Linked DNA regions of Pan troglodytes: region 1 is linked to region 2. Evidence: chromatin contacts called from public Hi-C data. All regions are on one chromosome and are shown on one strand. Each heading gives the region's core, a stretch centred on a gene start, on an enhancer-like site or on the middle of the called end of the contact. The rest is flanking DNA. Distances are from core to core; before and after follow the strand shown.

Region 1 (5,997 bases), core at 2,520-5,019, 120 kb before region 2:
TGGCTGAGGCGGTGCTCTAAAGCGTTAACCTTGCAGGGGCATTTCCTGCAAGGAAACGTTCTCAGAGGCCAGGCCCAAGGGACGGGAGGGCAGGAGCCCCCTCCTCCCAGCGCAACCCTGGCCCCACTGTTATTTTTTCCAATTGAAGAAGAAAAACATTTCCTCTGTCTCCTCACAGCTCTGCCCTGGGCAGTCAGAGGTGAGAATGGACAGGACAGGGTGGGAAGCCCACCCAGTGGGGTGGAAGGTCCAGGCCCGCCTTCTCCGAGCCAGCATAGCCGTTGACCACCGTGCCCCAAGCAAGACTGCCCTGACTCGGCCACCAGGTCCTCGTCTTCAAAGGCACTGCTGGACATTTCCCAAATTTCAGGCATTTTGGTGGCATCTGGATTCTCACCTATTTCACATTTGTCTTTAACTCACTTTTAAAGGACTTCAATCAATGCATTTATCAAGGAAGCTTTACATCATTACTGTACATGGAAAACCAGTAGCACTTGCCAAAACCAGAAAGTAACGGCAAGTACAAAGAAAACAAAGCGCTATCAGTACATTCTAGCATGCATCAAACTCAGCATCCCTGAGTTTGAGACCTTCTCTCTATTAAAAAGAGACAGTGACAAATGTTACAGTCATTAAAGACATGTTAGCCTCAAACCAAGACCTTTTCCTTGATATAATCAGACTTGAACAAAAACTGAAAAAGGCCCAAATTGCAGTGTGAATAACCAACTAGGTCTGGCTATTCTGGGTTAGTTCATTCCAAGTTAGTTATTGCTGGGTCCCACCTAATCCCCACTCCTGAGTACCTTTCATCTCCCCTTGGTTCCCTCCAAAATTCCCTCTGGAAGAACACCTCATTGCATCTTAGTAAGGCCAGGGAAGGTGTGGTTTGTTCCTTCCTTTATTCATTCATTCAGCCAGTAATTGTCAGCACCTCCTCTGCCCAGCCAGGGGTATAGGGGCTGCCACCATGAGCCATCCTGGCCTGATGGTGCTCCCAGCTAATGGGTAGAAGGGAGAAATCATAAGATGTGGAGGCAGATCTGGGTTTGAATCCTTACCTTGCTAATGCCCCTCAGTTTCCCCATCTGTGAAATGGGTTTGCTGACCACAGCCTAGTCAGCTGGCTGCAAGGATGGTGTAAGATCTGGTAGGGCAGTGCTGGGCACAGGATTCACTCTCACCGTCTGGTGGCTCTGCTAGCCACATTGGGGCTCAGGACAGGAGGTGGAGCCCTGGTCTTTAGTTGCAATGCCCCCCACCCCAACTCCTGGCTCTAACATGGGCTTCAGGGGTCATGGTTCACTGCCACAAGACGGGGAGAAACTGGTGTTTGCTAAGAGCCTTGTTGTGCTTGACACCTGTTATGTTATATTCTCCATCTCACACCCTCCCAGGGGCAGGTGTTCTGCTACGATTGTCCTCATTTTACAGTTGAGGAAACTGAGGCTCAGAGAGGGTGAGTGCCTTGCACAAGACCACACAGCACTTCTCACCTCCAGTTGATGTGAGGATACTCAGACCCGAATACCCTTCACCTAGAGAGCTCCTAAACCCCACTGCTCAGCTTGGCAGGGAGCTTGTGTCCCAAGTGCCCAGGATCATCACCACAGGCTGGTCTAAGACAACACTGAGCAGTATCCTCAGGGCTCAGTGGGGGGAGCTGCAGGATGCAGCAAGATGAACCAGATGAGCGGGAGACAGGAAGGAAGAGAGGAGGGGCTGGAGAGGGAGCGGGGGTGAGGGATAGGGAGGGAGACAGAGAGAGAGACATAGATAGAGACACAGAGAGACAGATGAAGAGTGGAAAGGGAAGGGGGCAAGACACTGAGAGAAGGAGAGACAAAGAGAGTGAACGGGAGGAGCAAGACAGATAGGAACAGAGATGGGTGGGGGCAGGAGAGAGAGAGATAAGACAGAGAGACCAGCGGATGGACTGGGGTGGGGGCACTGAGGATGTGAGTGAGGAGGAGAGGCATGGAGGCAGGCCCCATGCACCCCTGCTGGGCTCTGCAGTTGGCCCCCACGGGTGGCACGATGTGCGCCTTCTCCATCCAGAGAGGAAGACAGGGACACAGTCCCACGGGCAGTCCCCTAAGTGGCTCTTGGTGGGTGGATGGGCCTGGGAGGGGGCCTCCAATTTCCTGCAGCTCAACACTCCCGGCCATCAAAGCAGTGGCCAGACCAGGGCTGAGGGGTCTGGAACAAGGCGGGCAGGATGGCAGGAAGGCGAGGGTGTTGAGGGAAGTGGGGGGCGGCTGCAGGCCCAGCCTTTCCTGCCTGCCCCATGGTGCACAGACACCCCTGCCCTTCCTTCCTGGTTGGGTGGGAAAGAGGAAAATGAGGTCCCGCTACTCTCAGAGTGAGGCCCACCGGGCACCCTGTGGAAGCTGGGGGTCTGATGGGAGGCCCCGTTCTGAGAGGTCGGAGCTGAAGGGCTTTTGCTTTCAAACACTGTAGCTCTGCTCCTCATGAGCTGTGCATCTTGGGCCAGTCCCTTCCCCTCAGCCTTGGTTTCCATATCTGGAAGATGGGTTACCAATAGCGCTCGCCTCGGGGGAATCTGTGAGGAAAAAGAGAGCCCGTACATGGCAAGTGCTTGGCACAGTGTCTGGCACGGGCTAGCCCTGTGTGAGCACCCCCGTAAAACAGCCGCGGCGTATGGTCCTCACAGGGCTGTGACCTTGGAACCAGGCTGCCTGCCCCTAACGCTGCTTTTGAGATCAAGAACCCTGCCCAGTGCCGGCTTTTGTGGGACTAATCTTCCACTAGGCCTGGGAGGATGTCAGGGAAAGTGCCTGGCGGGGGTGCCAGGGGTGGGGGTGCGGCTGGGTCTCCACAGGAGGCAACTGTGGGCTCCAGGACCAAGGCCTTGCTCTGGCTATCGGTTGTGGGCCACTGGCTGGAACTATTTCCTCTCTCCATGTTTTCCTCATTTATATATCTGACCCTGAGCACTGGTCCCTCTGGTCCTGCCACTTGTAAATCCCTTTTATGGGTCTGGGGTTTGGGGGACAGATTATGGGGTCTGGGGGGCCCGACTGGCCGGCACCGGGGGAGCGAAGGCCTGGACAGTGCCTGAGAAAGGTGGTGGAGGGAGGCTGAGTGTAGAGGGGAGACACAGGGTTCGGGAAGGCAGAGGGAGAAGGAAAGGGGAGCTCAGAGGGACCGAGAGAGGGACGGAGGGTCCGAGGGGGAGGCAGAGGGAGCCACGGAGAGAGGGAGCGAGCGTCAGGGACGGAAAAACGGAGCAGGAGAGAGAAGGAGACTAGAAAGGGCCGGGGGCGGGGCTGCCAGGGACTGGAGAGCGAAGCGGAGTCGGAGGGAGAAGGAGAAGCAGAGGCAGAACCCGGAGAAGCGCCACACGCGCGGAGTTTGGGGTGGGGACAGAGACGGAGAGACGCAGAGACCGAGAGACGCAGAGAGAGGGAGAGACGGGGTGGGGGAGAGGGCGGAAAAGAGAAAACAGGCGCGAGCGAGGCAGGCCAAGCGGCCAAGTGGGAGGAAAGAGCGAGGAAAGCGAGCGACGGCGGCGGCGGCTACGGGGAGAGACCCTGGGGCCGCGGGCGGGTCCTGGAGGGCGCGGGCGGCGAGACCCGCGGACGGCGGGGCGTGGCCCAGGGCGGCCAGGGGCAGGCGGGGGTCCCGGGGGCGGGCGGGGCCGGGGCGGGGAGTGAGGGCGTGTCCGCAGCGGAGCCGCCCCCGCCCCGCCCCCGGGCTGCGCGGCGAGGCTGAGCCGGGCCCGGGCGCCGGGGCCGGGGGCGGCTGGCGCGGGCAGGAAGCGCCTCGCGGCCCGGGCCCGCCCCCCGCCTCCCGCCGCCTCCGGGCTCCCGGCTCCCGGCCGCGCCTCGCCCCATGCACTCGCCGCGCCGCGCAGCCCGCGCACGCCCGGATGGCTCCTCGCGCCGCGGGCGGCGCACCCCTTAGCGCCCGGGCCGCCGCCGCCAGCCCCCCGCCGTTCCAGACGCCGCCGCGGTGCCCGGTGCCGCTGCTGTTGCTGCTGCTCCTGGGGGCGGCGCGGGCCGGCGCCCTGGAGATCCAGCGTCGGTTCCCCTCGCCCACGCCCACCAACAACTTCGCCCTGGACGGCGCGGCGGGGACCGTGTACCTGGCGGCCGTCAACCGCCTCTATCAGCTGTCGGGCGCCAACCTGAGCCTGGAGGCCGAGGCGGCCGTGGGCCCGGTGCCCGACAGCCCGCTGTGTCACGCTCCGCAGCTGCCGCAGGCCTCGTGCGAGCACCCGCGGCGCCTCACGGACAACTACAACAAGATCCTGCAGCTGGACCCCGGCCAGGGCCTGGTAGTCGTGTGCGGGTCCATCTACCAGGGCTTCTGCCAGCTGCGGCGCCGGGGCAACATCTCGGCCGTGGCCGTGCGCTTCCCGCCCGCCGCGCCCCCCGCCGAGCCCGTCACGGTGTTCCCCAGCATGCTGAACGTGGCGGCCAACCACCCGAACGCGTCCACCGTGGGGCTAGTTCTGCCTCCCGCCGCGGGCGCGGGGGGCAGCCGCCTGCTCGTGGGCGCCACGTACACCGGTTACGGCAGCTCCTTCTTCCCGCGCAACCGCAGCCTGGAGGACCACCGCTTCGAGAACACGCCCGAGATCGCCATCCGCTCCCTGGACACGCGCGGCGACCTGGCCAAGCTCTTCACCTTCGACCTCAACCCCTCCGACGACAACATCCTCAAGATCAAGCAGGGCGCCAAGGAGCAGCACAAGCTGGGCTTCGTGAGCGCCTTCCTGCACCCGTCCGACCCGCCGCCGGGTGCACAGTCCTACGCGTACCTGGCGCTCAACAGCGAGGCGCGCGCGGGCGACAAGGAGAGCCAGGCGCGGAGCCTGCTGGCGCGCATCTGCCTGCCCCACGGCGCCGGCGGCGACGCCAAGAAGCTCACCGAGTCCTACATCCAGTTGGGCTTGCAGTGCGCGGGCGGCGCGGGCCGCGGCGACCTCTACAGCCGCCTGGTGTCGGTCTTCCCAGCCCGGGAGCGGCTCTTTGCTGTCTTCGAGCGGCCCCAGGGGTCCCCCGCGGCCCGCGCTGCTCCGGCCGCACTCTGCGCCTTCCGCTTCGCCGACGTGCGAGCCGCCATCCGAGCTGCGCGCACCGCCTGCTTCGTGGAACCGGCGCCCGACGTGGTGGCGGTGCTCGACAGCGTGGTGCAGGGCACGGGGCCGGCCTGCGAGCGCAAGCTCAACATCCAGGTACACCCGGGCGGTGGCGGCGGCGGCGGCGGCGGCGGCGGCGGGGGCGGGGGCGGGCGGGAACCGAGCGGGTCGTGAGCTGAGTGGGTCACAGGTGGGAGCGCGCAGAGATCCAGATGTACGTGGAACCCAGGTGTGCACGCGAGAATACAGGTGTCCCCCGAGGGGTACTACTGGCACCTGTATGGCCCAGGTGGGCATGTGCAGGGACTCAAGTGAGTGCCGGCTCATGGGCGCGCATACCTAGGCGTACTGGGAGGGGTCCAAGTTGCCACAGGTACCCAGGTGCGCATAAAGCCCAGGTATGCACGTGAGGGTCACAGGTGCATGCTGAGGGCGCAGTAAGTGACTGCATGCCTGACCAAAGTTGTGTTCTGGGGCCACTGCGTGAGCCTGTCAGAGTTACCATTGCACGTTGGTGATGGGTGCATGGGTGTGGCAGGTGTGCAAGGAGGCACACAGGTGTGCACCGGGGCCCTGCAGATGTCTGCATGGACTTGTGTGCCAGCAAGCTGGGGCCTGAAGACGCACAGGGCAGACAGGTGTACTGCACAGACACTGGTACAACGGGACAGGGCTAGGTGTGCAGTGGGACGTGCGTGGCAGGGGACGCAGGTATTTGGGCATGAGTCGGTACTCTGAGGAGGCTGCATGGTTGGCAAACAGGTGTGTGCCTGAGGCCAACTTTTATTCACCTATTCTGCAAATATTTCCTGAGCACCTAGTATGTACCAGGTGTGGGAGTCTGGGGTAAACAATAGCACTTGTGGAGTGCCAGCTAGGGGCATCAC
Region 2 (6,326 bases), core at 873-3,372:
CAGGCTACTAGCCAGGTGCTTCCCATAGAGAACAGCTAATAAGAGTGACAGCCAGAATCTGACATGCTGCTCCTGGGTCAGCCTTTACAGGCATCCTCCCATTTGATCCTCACAGCTTTGTGAGGATGGGGCCTGTCATCACCCTACGTCTATAGAGAAGCAATCTTAGAAAGGGTGTCACCTACCCAGGCCCACAGTGAGGAAGTGGCTAAGATACAAGCCCAGGTCAGCCTAACTCCAGAGACTGCTGCAGTCTATGGCCTCTCCGTGCCACCTGCGTCCCCATCTGCCTTCTTAAGGGACCCCACAAGGACCAAACTCCAGCTCCTGCTGGCTAGATGCTTACCTTCTTTGCTGTTTCAAAATCTAAACCTTCTAGCGCTTCCATGGCCAGTTCACGCCAATCAGTGTCTGTGACACCCAAGCAAGCAATCTGGTAGGCTTCCTTGAACAGTTTCCTATCCAGGTACTGGTACATGGGAGCGGACTGCAGGATTTCATCAAGGGAAAAAAAGAAGACTGTTTTCAGGGCCATGGAAAGAACCAGATGCATACAGAGCCTGCCTCCAGATGCGTGGGATGATTACCCATGCCTGGGGAGCAGCCCTGCAGCCGCCAATCAGCACCCTGCCCAGCCTGCCCAGCCCACCCTGTGTGCTCCATCCTGCACCTCTCTCATGACTGGGCCACTGTGCTCCACAGCACAAACTCTCTGCCCATCCTCCCCTCCTTCCCACCTGCAGGCCTGCCTCGCCATAGGATGTCACCCTCACCTGGAATGCCTTTGCCCATCCCCACTCTGCCTCTGGAAAATACCTATTTGGCTTTCAAGGCCCTGTTGAAATGTCACCTCTTCTGGAGAGTCCTCCCAAGCCCCTCAAGCCCCCACCCCAGGGGAAAGAGTCTCAGCTTCCTCTGCCCTTTGTCCAGATCGCAGGTTGTGCCGCAGTTACAGGCCTGTTCCCACAGCAAAGCCGTGCACAGCCCGTGGGCAGTGGTGGGTTGTATCGGCCTCCCTCAGCAGAACCCCAGTCTACGTTTGCTGACAGAATGAATGAGTTCGTGGGAGGAAGCGGTCTGGAATGGCCTCTTCTTCCAGGGACTGAGTCCAAGAAAGGTAAGTGATTTGCTCCAAGTTACCCTGGAAGCCTCTGGAAACAGGTCTCCTGATCCCTGCCCTGGGGACAGATGCCCTCCTACAAGATGGGGTTGCCTTGCTGTGAGTGCCCATGAATAGTTCCTAACAACTTCTCTTTCTTAGGTTTATAAAAGGCTTTTGGCTGTCCCCATAGTCCTGTGCAGTAGGTATTATTTCTCCCTGGCTACAGCCCAGGAGACCGAGACTCAGAGAGGACAAATGACCTGTCCCAGCAAATAGCTGGCAATAGCTAGAGGTGACTGGACTCCAGGTTCTGTGCCCCTTCCTGCCACATGTATGCACGTGTGTATATGTGCATATGTGCGTGCAGGCCTGAGAATGAGTCTTGAGTTGGGCCATGACATCTTTAACAAGGAAAGGCCTTGCCCTTGTTTTAGGCCAGCCAGTGGGCTTCAGTGGCCTGCATCTCTCCTGGCTTCCTGGGCAGGGAAGAGAAATCAGCCAGGACCTCTGTGCTAATGGTTCCCAAATGTGGAGCTTGAAGTATTGTTTTCTCCATTTGGGGCTTTTGTCTGTCTTTGAAATTTCCGGTCCCATTTTTTAGCTTTAGAATTGAAGGAATTTTTTTTTTTTTTTTTTTTTGAGTCTGTCTACTCTCAGAGCAAAACATGGCTGCTTCCAAGTGCTTATCTTTTCCACCATGCCATCTCTCCTCATTGGCACATTAAATGCTCCCTTTAGGGGGGCAGCAGGCATAGGCTAGGGAGCAGGTGACCTAGAACCCAGGCCAGGCTCAGCCACATCCTAGGCTGGTGACTTTTTGGGTAAATTCATTAACTTCTGTTTAGATGTCCTGCCCAGCTCAGGCTACCATGGGCAAAGGAGAGATGTGCTCCAAAAATAATGAAGCACTGGGCAAAACGCAGGCATGATCATTACCTTCACTGTATTTTCTCAGCACCAGCTCCTCACCATCTCCCAGGCTCTCCAGTCTTGTTCCCACCCCCACCTTTCCCTTTGTTTGAAAAGCTTCCCTGCTCCACTTTTCCTTTCCAGACCTCTCAGGGCTCAGATCAAGTTTCACCATCTCCTGGAAGCTTTCTCAAACTCCTGAAAGCTTTTCTTAAAGCACACAATGAGCTTTCCTTTCTAAAGTCCGTCAGTAAGTACAGCCTGTTGCAATTTAGTTGTGTTTTGTGGTTTTTGCTATTTTATGAGTCAGTAATAAGGAGAAATAATAATAGAAATTTGGCTTGACGAAACCTGAAAGATGGGTATAATTAACCCCATTTCACAGAAAAGAAATGAGGCCCCAAAGAGTGAAATGAGTTGCTCTAGTTACAGCTGCTTGAGATGGCGGAGTCAGGACTGAAAGCTGGTGCTCCTTCCCCGAACCACACCAACTGCTTGCCATGCTGACTGTCCCGTGAGTGGGACAGGCACTCAGGCAGGCATATCACAGCTGAGCATATGATGGATGGCTAACACTTGGACTTACTTGGGAGGCACAATTTGAGTGGAGTTTTAAAAATAGACCCACTGAACAAATACTCTCTGAGCTATACTTTATCTTGCTGTTGGATTTCAAACATGAAGTCACCACCGCCTTGAGAAGCCCTCCTAGGGCTCGTTGTCCTACTTGGCAGCCCTGACAAACCAGTTCTTGCACAAGACAACGTAAATTTCGAAAGGCAACCAAAAATTCCAAGACTGGGTCTGATGCTTTCTCCCTCCTCTCTGGGCCAAAACCACAGGATGGCCGGAGGCAGAGGCGACAGATGAACAGCCTTTGTCTTGAGAATGTGTTTCCTAACCCTTGGCAGTCCTGACCCGCTGCGTCAGCAGGATGGCCTTGGTGCAGTCAGCAAGACTTTGCTGCTGAATCTTAAAGTCCTGGCAGAGGAAGCCCCAGGCTGCCCCTCTGGCTCCTCTTGGCCGGCCACAGTCAGAGAGCAGCAAACTGCATTTATTTTTGAGGTCAGGATGGCAATCTTGGGAGAAAACCTTTTAATAAAATAAGCAGAGCTAGTTTGGGGCAATTGAGGGAGATGAGTTCCTGGTGGATGTGGTGCGTGGGTTTGTAATGGGGCAGACAAGGATGACGAGGACACAGTCCAGGAGAAGCTGTTCGTGCCCCTCGTCCTGCTGCCACTTCCACCCACCTCATTCCCTTCTTCCTCTTGCTTTCTGGTCTTTTTCCTCAGATCTGAATTCCACTAACATTTCTTGAATAGCTGATCTGTGTCAGGCATGGATGATGGGCATTTCCCCAGTAAGTCTTGCAGTCATGAGTTTCGAGGGTATCATCAGCTTAGAAGAAGTGGGCTCTAGCCTGAAGCTGAGTTGTATGGGGAAAACAGACTGACAGAGCCTAGCGGAAGGGAAACCTGGAAATTTCCCTAAAAGTCTTTCAAAGGTACACGTGCTTTGACCCAGCAATTTCATTTCTAGGAATTTATGCCAAGGCGCCAAGTTGGGACAGGTGCAAGGACCTAGCTAGAAAGATGCCTGCTATTTACAATAATACAAAAAAGCTATAAGCAGCAAACATGTCCAGTAGGACTGGTAAAGAAAGCTGTGGAACATCCACAAGACACAATAAAATGCAGCTGTAAATACAAGGCAGGTGGGGACCAGGCAGGAGGGAGGGGTGCTGGCTGTAAAAAGCACAACACCAGGGACCTTGTGGTGGTGGCAGTGTTCAGTGCCATGACTGTGGTGGGAGATTACACATGCCAACATGGGTGGGAAGATCACTCTAGAGCTATGCACACTGTTACCGTTGGGGGAAACTAGGCAAAGGGTTTAAGGGATCTCTGTATTATTTCCTACAATTTATGTGAGTCTACAATTACCCTAAATTTTGCCATGCAGGATAAGAACATTTACCATTTACTGACACAGAACGATGCTTTAGGAGATTGTTGAGTGAAAAGGCCAGATGACTAGTGTACAGCCAGCACTTCATAGACAGTGATGGGGCTGCCATAACCGAATGTGAGGTGAAATGAGAAGATAGCCATAAAGGAAGGGATGAGAAGTCTTGTTTACAGGCCAGGCTCAGGGAATACAGTAAATCTGAGGTTCCATCTATAGGTAGCAATACGTATACACATAAAAGTCATGAAAAGTATTTGCAGTGTGATTCCACTTTTGTTTAAAAATGTTCTTATAAAACCACATGCTCCTAATTGTATATTATGCATATATTATATATACTCGTAGAAAAGCGCTAAGCAGATGTATTTCAACATGTTTAAGAGTGATTCTGTCCTGAGGATGGGATGCTGAAGGCTACAGTTTCTCGCTATGCACGTCTCTGTTTTATGGCAATTCTACAGTGAGCACCATCTGCCTGGGGTGCAGAAGGTGGAGGGGAGACCATCCTGCATTCGGGAGGTCAATCTCAGCCGCCTGTCTTTGGTTCTGCCCTCCCCCATTCTGTGGCTCCACCCTTCAGTGCCCCATTTCTGTTCTGGCCACCTCCTGGTTCAGAGGGCTTGTGCAGAGTCCCATGCTCCCTTATTGGCTCACAGACCTCAGCCCACACCCCCCACCCACTCATTCTCTCTCTCCCCTCTCTCTCACACACACATCACCACCATCACACACGTACTCACACACACACCCTGCCGGACTCCCGGCTTTGCTGCTCACTCCATTCGGCCCCACGCTGGGCTCTCCGCAAAACACACGCTGCTGACAACACTGCATACCCCTCCCATCCCTACAGAAAGGGGACAAGGAAGAAACTGATACTCAGGGAGGTTGAGCTGTTTGCCCCCAGTCACAGAGGTTGCAAGGAGTGGAGACAGGGCGGCAGGTTCCAGGCCCAGACTGCCTCCCACGACATCACAGCTGCCATTCTTCTCTCCTTGCTACTCTCTCCCCAAAGCACCAGCAAAGGGCCCAGCTTCCCTGGTCTTGTCAGCCTTGCCAGTGCTAAGAGTGGACAGGCACCCCCAGTTACCTGCGGCACCTCCACAGCAGAAATGGAGAAGACATGGAGGCAGAAGATCTTGGAGCCATTGTAGCCGACCACAAAGCCCTGCAGCTTCTGCCGGTGCACAGGGAAGGTGCTGGCTTTGATGTTGAGGTAGCCTCCTCCCGAGAAGCAGAGCATGTCCTCACACTGGGTGTTCCAGGCCACACTGTTGGCGTTTGGTTCCTGGGGGACAGGGACAGTGGGGATCCTGTGAGAACCACCCTGGGCTTGGTCAGCGCTCACACATTTCAGCCCAATACCCTCTTAAAGACTGAATCCTACTAAATTGCTTACGGTGGGATGGAGGGAAAAGGAGGAAAGGGGACCACAAAGAAATGAACAGAGGCAAGCCCCTCCATGCACCTGCATGTTGTTGTAATTTTTGAGTAAGCAAGTATTACTTTTGAAAAAAAATTATTCTCCTGAAATATGCTCATACCTTTCTGCCTAGGATCTTTTATAATGACTAAATCTTTTATAATCAGCATGGATTGTTTTTTATAATGAGAAAAAATCAATATAGCTGTTTTATGTGCAGAGGGAGGGGCAGTGGAGAAGAGGAAAAGCCAGCAGGCAATGTTACAGCTGGGAATGCTGATGTCTCCTGGCAGGGCTGAGAATCACCTCCCCTAGCCTGCCATAGAGCCAGCAGTGGGGACGGGGCAGCACAGACGCCCTTCCACACTTGTATGATTCTAGGCTCAGACACAAGATTCACATTTGGGGCCAGCTATGCCCCCTATAGGTGGGAGGTGAGGCTGGGGAGAAGGGAAGTAACATTTCAGGCCCCATTTTGTGCCCAACACTGAGCTAGGCACTGTAGTATCTAGTGTATTCCTGTAGCAATTCTGTAAGGGGCAATTACTAATTTCATTTTAGAGAAAAGTAATTAAGGCTCAGAGAGGCTCACTAACTTAAGATCACACAGTAAGGGATGCAGGCAGGACCCAAGCCCAGGTCAGCTTGAAGGCTATGCCCTCTCTTTCCCCGAAACCATTCTACTCTCTCAGGGACATGAGTGAGTTGAGACTGACATGGAGTTACCTCTGGGCTAGAGGTGGCCAGGTAACTCCTTCTAATTGACTGAGGCTGCTCCCCACTCCAGACCCCTCCCCCATCGATTCTGCTGCTGAGAACAAGGAGGAGCCTGGTAAGGGGACTGAATCTGCCCATAACATCAGGAAACCCTGCAGTGGCTGAGGAAACCAGTCAGGAGGGGCTCCAGCTTTGGGGGGAACTTCA

The links. Hi-C and Micro-C count contacts between places; a contact is called where the count stands out from the background.
Region 1: a Hi-C map of induced pluripotent stem cells shows a contact between it and region 2, with 1.9 times the contacts expected there. The contact joins the promoter of PLXND1 here to the enhancer-like site in region 2. A contact is called at or near these places in 4 of 7 Hi-C or Micro-C datasets (blood, induced pluripotent stem cells and stem cell-derived neural progenitor cells).

The regions. Positions count from the first base shown.
Region 1 is chr2:132,848,325-132,854,321 of NHGRI_mPanTro3-v2.0_pri, reverse strand. PLXND1 (plexin D1) reads left to right here and starts at 3,769. Exons shown (of 36, transcript XM_009446434.5): 1 at 3,769-5,206. The coding sequence starts at 3,896.
Region 2 is chr2:132,725,862-132,732,187 of NHGRI_mPanTro3-v2.0_pri, reverse strand. It overlaps IFT122 (intraflagellar transport 122), which reads right to left. Exons shown (of 29, transcript XM_024355640.3): 14 at 5,070-5,267; 15 at 347-487. Among named protein-coding and RNA genes, the nearest start is that of RHO, 44 kb to the left of the region's middle. Within about 2 kb of position 2,122, at least 3 of the 24 cell types and tissues checked have an H3K27ac peak or open chromatin away from gene starts, as enhancers often do. A contact at or near this core is called in induced pluripotent stem cells, where this site is marked.